Regions from separate parts of the Sminthopsis crassicaudata genome. Here region 2 is linked to region 1. The links are chromatin contacts, called in public Hi-C maps. All regions are on one chromosome and are shown on one strand. Each heading gives the region's core, a stretch centred on a gene start, on an enhancer-like site or on the middle of the called end of the contact. The rest is flanking DNA. Distances are from core to core; before and after follow the strand shown.

What was found. A called contact is a pair of places that touch in the nucleus more often than the background predicts.
Region 2: a contact with region 1 is called in a Hi-C map of hippocampus, with 2.7 times the contacts expected there. The contact joins the promoter of RRS1 here to the promoter of PDE7A in region 1. A contact is called at or near these places in 2 of 2 Hi-C or Micro-C datasets (fibroblasts and hippocampus).

Annotation. Positions count from the first base shown.
Region 1 is chr1:273,515,055-273,518,072 of ASM4859323v1, reverse strand. PDE7A (phosphodiesterase 7A) reads left to right here and starts at 1,394. Exons shown (of 12, transcript XM_074278791.1): 1 at 1,394-1,719. The coding sequence starts at 1,582. It overlaps LOC141549338 (a long non-coding RNA gene), which reads right to left and starts at 1,683. Exons shown (of 3, transcript XR_012484331.1): 1 at 1,597-1,683.
Region 2 is chr1:274,205,417-274,208,434 of ASM4859323v1, reverse strand. RRS1 (ribosome biogenesis regulator 1 homolog) reads right to left here and starts at 1,579. Exons shown (of 1, transcript XM_074278799.1): 1 at 29-1,579. The coding sequence starts at 1,484. The coding sequence ends at 396.

The DNA of each region.
Region 1 (3,018 bases), core at 145-2,644:
AAAAAAAGGAGTGGAGGGTGGGTTCAGTTAAACCTAAGCCATGTCAGCAGTCATACCAATATGAGAAAGGTTTGCTGAAACTAGGGGGGAAAGATGGATTTAAGAGCTTCTAAGAAAAATGTGAGCAACAATGACATACCATATTAAAACATAGCAAGCATGCAAAGGAATGCAAAATCCTCGATAGTGAGGGTGAAGCAGTGGCTTCAGTTAGGTTTTTCTTTAACACCAACAAATTACTTTATCTGGTTTTTTATCCCTATTTCTTCCACCAGTTTTCTTTTTTTCCCCTCTTCCTCTTCCTAGATCACAGTCCCTTTGCCTCAATTTCCCTTTGTCACTTTTCCAGGACCAATTATTTCGGTGCACCTGCTAGTAGTGCAGCGGGCATGGAATGACGTCATTAGCATGACGGCATATTACGTCACTTGGCGCATAGGTTCTTAAGAGAAATGAAAATAGGCTACTAGATTGGAGGAAAGCTGTGACCCAATGGTCAGAGCTGGAAGCTGGGGAAGAGTTCTACGTTAGATTGTACTTCTGTGCCTGAATGGAAGGAAGGAGAAGGCGATCTTGAGAAGCTAGTCTGGTGTCCCCGAGGAGGGGCGCAGGGTGCGCCCCTCAGAAGGCGCGAGGGCGGGCAGGGGGTCACCAGGAGAATATCGCCACTGTGTGGGAAGAGAGCGCACGCGCTCGGAGATCGAGTGCGTGAGCGCGAAAGAAAAATGGAGAGGATGCTAGCGAGTGGGAAGTCAGTATGGAATGTGGTTGGAGGGGATAGTCAAAAGTGGTGAGAGTCAGAGGGAGGAGACGTAAATTAACTACCCGGGACCCGTTCGTCAGCCTCCCTCCGACAGGGACGGCGGCGGCGTGGCGTCGTGACGTCACAGCGGCGGCGGTGGTTGGCGCACTGTCTGGGACTGCAAAGTGTGAATTACGCCGGGCTCGCGCTGGCGGCGGAGTGAAGTCAGGACGAGGGGGAGGGGAAGACGAAGAAAGAGGGGGGAGGAGAAAGAGGAGGAGGAGGAGGAGGAGGTGGAGGTGGAGGTGGTAGCAGCGGCGGCAGAGAAAGCCAGTTGCCTGTCCCGGAGCCTCGCGCGCCCCTGGGTCTCGCCGCCGGCAGCAACGGTCTCTTCTCTCCCTCTGTGCTAAGCTCGCCTCCCCTTCTTTTTAAAAAAATTCTTCTGCCTGCCCCGATTTTCTCTCCCCGGCCAACCGAAGATCCCGAGGCACCTCCGGGACTTTGCGGGTCCCGCTCCGCTCCACTCCCCTCTTCCCTCTTGACAATAGCGGGACGCGCGTCTCTAACAGTCGCCGCCGCCGCAGCGTCTTCCCGGGCGGGGGAAGTAGGGGGCGGTGGGGCTGGGGTGGGAGGGAGGGGGAGGGGGAGGCCGGGCCGGCCCCCGTCCCGGGGAGGCGTGAGTGCGGCTTCCCTTGCCGGGGTCCGCGCCGCTGCCGCCTTCTCCTCCTCCTCCTCCTCCTCCTCCTCCTCCTCTCCGGCGCTTCCTGGGTCCCCCCGCCCGGCGGCTGCGGGGCTGCGGCGGGCCGGAGCCGGGCCGGGGAGCAGAGCGGCTGTATTCAATGGAAGTATGTTACCAGCTGCCGGTGCTGCCTCTGGACAGGCCGGTCCCTCAGCACGTCCTCAGCCGCCGAGGAGCCATCAGCTTCAGCTCCAGCTCGGCGCTCTTCGGTTGCCCCAACCCCCGGCAGCTCTCGCAGGTAACCACCACAGCCGCGCGCCCGACGGACCCTTCCCCTCCCCGCCGTCCCGCGCCGGTGCCGGCCCCCGCCCCCTTTCATTGTCTGTAGAGCTCCACTGTGTAACCTCGGGAACCCCTTCTCTTACCATCCCCACTCCCCGCAATCTGCCTGTTCATGCGGTCCTGCTCCTTTTCATCCAGACAGGTGGCCTTTGGGGGCTTACCTTCCCACCCCTCCATTTCCCCCAACTACACATAGACATACTTGCCTACCTCCCTCCAACCACACACACCACCCCTCTGCTCCTCCCAACTTACACGCACGCCTGCCCCCCATCCCAATACACATCCTGTCTCCCCCCCCCCCAACCACGTACACACCTCGTTTGCCCCAAGCCTCAATTCACTCTAACCACACACGCCTGCCTTTTCCCATTCGCTTGCACACACGAGTACCCCCCCAGTTGTCCCCAGATTACACACCCTCATTCCTTTCTCTTCCCTTCTGTGACCGGCCTATTAAATAAAATCCCCGGTATTAACCCTCTGCTTTTCAACCCGACCCACCGCCATCTAAAAACTCCCTGCCCCCTAGGTAACAGCCAGGAAAGAACACCTGTCCTCTTATCATTTGACCCTTCTCCAGTTATACTCTTCCTCTGAGATTCATCTTTGAAGTTCTTCTGAAATTAATCTCCCGTTCTTTTAAATGGGACTTTTAAACCTAAAAACATAAATAAATAAATAAAAACAAAAACCCAAACCGGAAAAAAAAAATCAACCTTGGATGAACCTTCCTCAGTTTTCTCTCGGCAGTCTTTACCCCTTCAACTCCTTTGTACCTACATTATAAAGGGAAAAAAAAAAAAATGAAGTTTAGAGAAAGGCAAAATATATATGGTGACCAGAAATTTTAAGCGTAATTCCCACTTTTTACTTTAGAACTTATTTAGAAGGCAGGAGCAGCTGATGAGACTTCAAACAGAATAGAGTTGTATTGAATGCATGCTAGTTGTCGAGAATTTAGTTGCCAGTCGTCCTATGGTCACTTTGACAGAGCTGGTTCGGTTATTTATTACTTTTTTGTGATCAAGTGTGTTCTCTCAGCCTCTCTTTCCCTCTTTTTCCCTCTCCCCTTTCCTCTTTTTTTTTTTTTTTTTTTTTTAAAGTCTGTCTATCGTTATACTTCCTACATCCTTTGTAAGCTCCTTGAAGGGAGCTATTAAACCATTATGTCTACTTGCTCATTTCAGGTAGTCAGTAAAATTTTCTTTAATTTATTAGCAAATGAATTGTTAAATACCTGCAAAGGGAAAGT
Region 2 (3,018 bases), core at 330-2,829, 690 kb before region 1:
TGCTATAAGCTCACAAATACATAGACAATTTTGAATAGAAGCCCAACATTTATTAATCTTTACAACTGGTTACCTTTAAACTCAATTCTGAACTCACAAAATTAAATTTTTACCAAGAATCTGAAATATATTAAGTTACAAGCAGTTTAAGTTTTCGAGTTCCGAAAAACATTTCAAACTAGGCTTGAGTCTCAGCTCCTCCACAAAAATCCCTGGATTACTGCCCCCCATTCAACTTTTCAAAGTCCAAAGCATTTAGATTTCGGGTCCCCAGTTAGGCGCTTCACCAGAGCACCAGAGGGCAGAGGATCCCGTCTTTCTGTCTGGATCTCACTGGGGTCCCGAACACAAGAAGGCACTACCGATACAATTCAGTGATGGAACATACTAGAGGATCACTTCCTCCTCTTCCCTGCTGGGCGCTGTCCTTTCTTGCCCCCCAGACCAGAAGGCCCCCCTTTCCGTTTGCTTCCCGGGCCTGCTGGCCCTCCTTTCCCCCTCCCCCCTAGGCCTGGAGGTCGCCCTTTCCGCTTGCCCCCCCGGCCCTTTCTGTTGCCCCCCTTGGCCATTTTCCTCTTAGCAGCCTCTTCCCTGTCCTCCTCCCTCATCTGCTTGTTGGTGGCCCGGGTCACGTCCATTTTGGGCTTTTTGCTGTTCATGACCCTGATCAGTTCTAGCTGACTCTTCCTTTCGGCAGCAAAGTCTCCGATGTTGGGCTGGAAGTGGCGCTTCTTGCCCGGGCCCCGGGGGGGCTTCTCCTTGGGCAGCCGCTCCTGGAAGCGCCCCACGGAGGCGGTGGAGACCTTGGCCACCTGCATGGCTTTGCCCAGCTCGGCGCGGCTTTGGTAGCCAGTGGGGTGCATCCCTCCCTGACTGGGCAGCTGCACCTTGTGGGCGCGGGCGATATTACGCAGCCGGTTCAGCTCGTTCTTGGCCACGCGCTCCTTCTTGGCCTGCTGCCTCTTGGCAAACTGGTCCTCGTTGGGGTCGGCGCTGCCCGGCACCTCGATCAGCCATTCCTTGGTGTCGTCGCGAGCCCGCTGGTAGCCCCAGCGCCGCCGCCACTGCTTGCTCACCTCGTCCCACACCAGGCTGGTCTTCTTCCGCGGCCGGATGCCCTTGAGCTGCGCGAACTGCTGCCAGCGGGTGAGCGGCCGCGGCTTGGGAAGCGGCTTTTCGCGGGGCAGCCGCAGGCCGGGCTCGGGGAGCTTGGCCACCACCGCCTCCTCCACGCGCTCCGTGGGGAGCTGCCACAGCTGGTTGATAAGCAGCTGCACGTTGTCGCGGGCCAACCCCTGCAGCTGCCCCTCCAGCTCCGGTCCGCTCCGCTGCCGCAAGCCCGTAGGGGGATTCCTGTCAGTGGCCAGCAGGTTGCCCAGGTCAAATTCGAGCTCTAAGTCCTTGTGCACCGTGATGAGCCGCAGCTTCTCCGCCTCGGCCTGCTCGGCCCGGGCAAGCAACTCTTCGGCGCTGCGGACCCCCATGGCTAAACACAGGGACCGGTAGCTGAGGAAACCACTAACACACGCCGCGGACAGGAACACGTGCGTTTCCGCGTACACTCTTCCGGAAGTCAAAAGGTTCCCCTTCCGGCGTCAAAGGGGAAGTTCCGGGCCCCGTCGTACTGGAGCACGACCGTCAGAGGGCAGCATTGTCGTATTTATTGGACAAGACGGCCGGAGACCGCTTTGAGATTTGGTGAGGGTTGTCAAGAGGTATCCTCTTTGTGGGACTACAAGTCCTAGCGACCCGGCTAGAACTACGGATCCCAGAATGCCATGCTTCCCGGCTCTCGGTTTGAATTTCAAACTGAGGTACTGGAATCTCCTCAGGATTTTATCTCGCCGCTTTATAAATTAGAGCAGGATACTCCACTCGGGACCTCTTTTCTCCCGAGAAATTTTTAGGCGACCCCAGATATATAGATATATAAAATAAATACACAAATCAAACGCTTATTGATAATAAATCATAATTTCGTGAGTCCCCACGGTTAGTTTGGAGACCTCATATGGGGTCGTATGAAAAGCTTTGAATTAAGAGGGATGAAAAAATTGAAATAAAATTTTTAAATTTAAATTTAAAAAATACTTAACCTGATTTTTTTATCTGGAAAAGACACTTTGTGAAAAATGACTTGGGGGAAGGAAGCAAGCAGCTCTTGATATGTGCCAGTGCTTTTTTACCTCCAGCTCTTGATCCCAAACTGAACCTAAGAATCAATAAAAATAAAATGTACATATAATAAAATAAATAAAAAGGTTATCAATTAAGATCCATGATTCCGGCGAGGAACACTAAACAAGCCGCTGTGTGAGAAAGAGTAGTGGGTACTGGAAGAGAAAGATTTTTAGATTAAAAAAATCAAGATAATAGCTCTGCCTTTGGCGGGACATTTAGTACAGTGGGTGGGAGGAGTGGGGAAATATTAAATGAAAAATTATAAAACAAAATGATACGTCATTGTTAAAGATGTATAAACAAAGTATTTTGTCAGGTCTGAGGGGATGATTAATGATTACAGATATTTATAAATAAAATGAAAACATCATAACTTTCCCCATTATGGTTTTGATATTATTGATATTGAATATATTACATCATATTCACATATTTTATTTTACTACTATAATAATTTAGAATTCTTCGGTATGAAGGGAAGGCCAAAAGTTTTTTGAATGGATTTTTTTCAGATCAAGGAAGTGCCTTGCCCCTAAACCCAGCAATGTGAAAGAAATAACTATAGTAAATATAAGGTATATTGGCCATAGCAAAACTGACTTTTGGAGAGTTTTTTGTTATTATGACAACAGTACCTCATCTTTGAGATTGATCACTTGAAGTTACATTTTTGTATTGTTGGGTTAGCACCATGTTGCAATCACACAGAGAATAAAAATATTCAATTGTATGTGTTAGAGACCATAATGTCTTTTTAATGTTGATAATGTGGATGCTGTAGCTCTAAGCATCCTGACTTTTTACCTTACTTGTCTGATAAATGACTCCTTCTGTTTG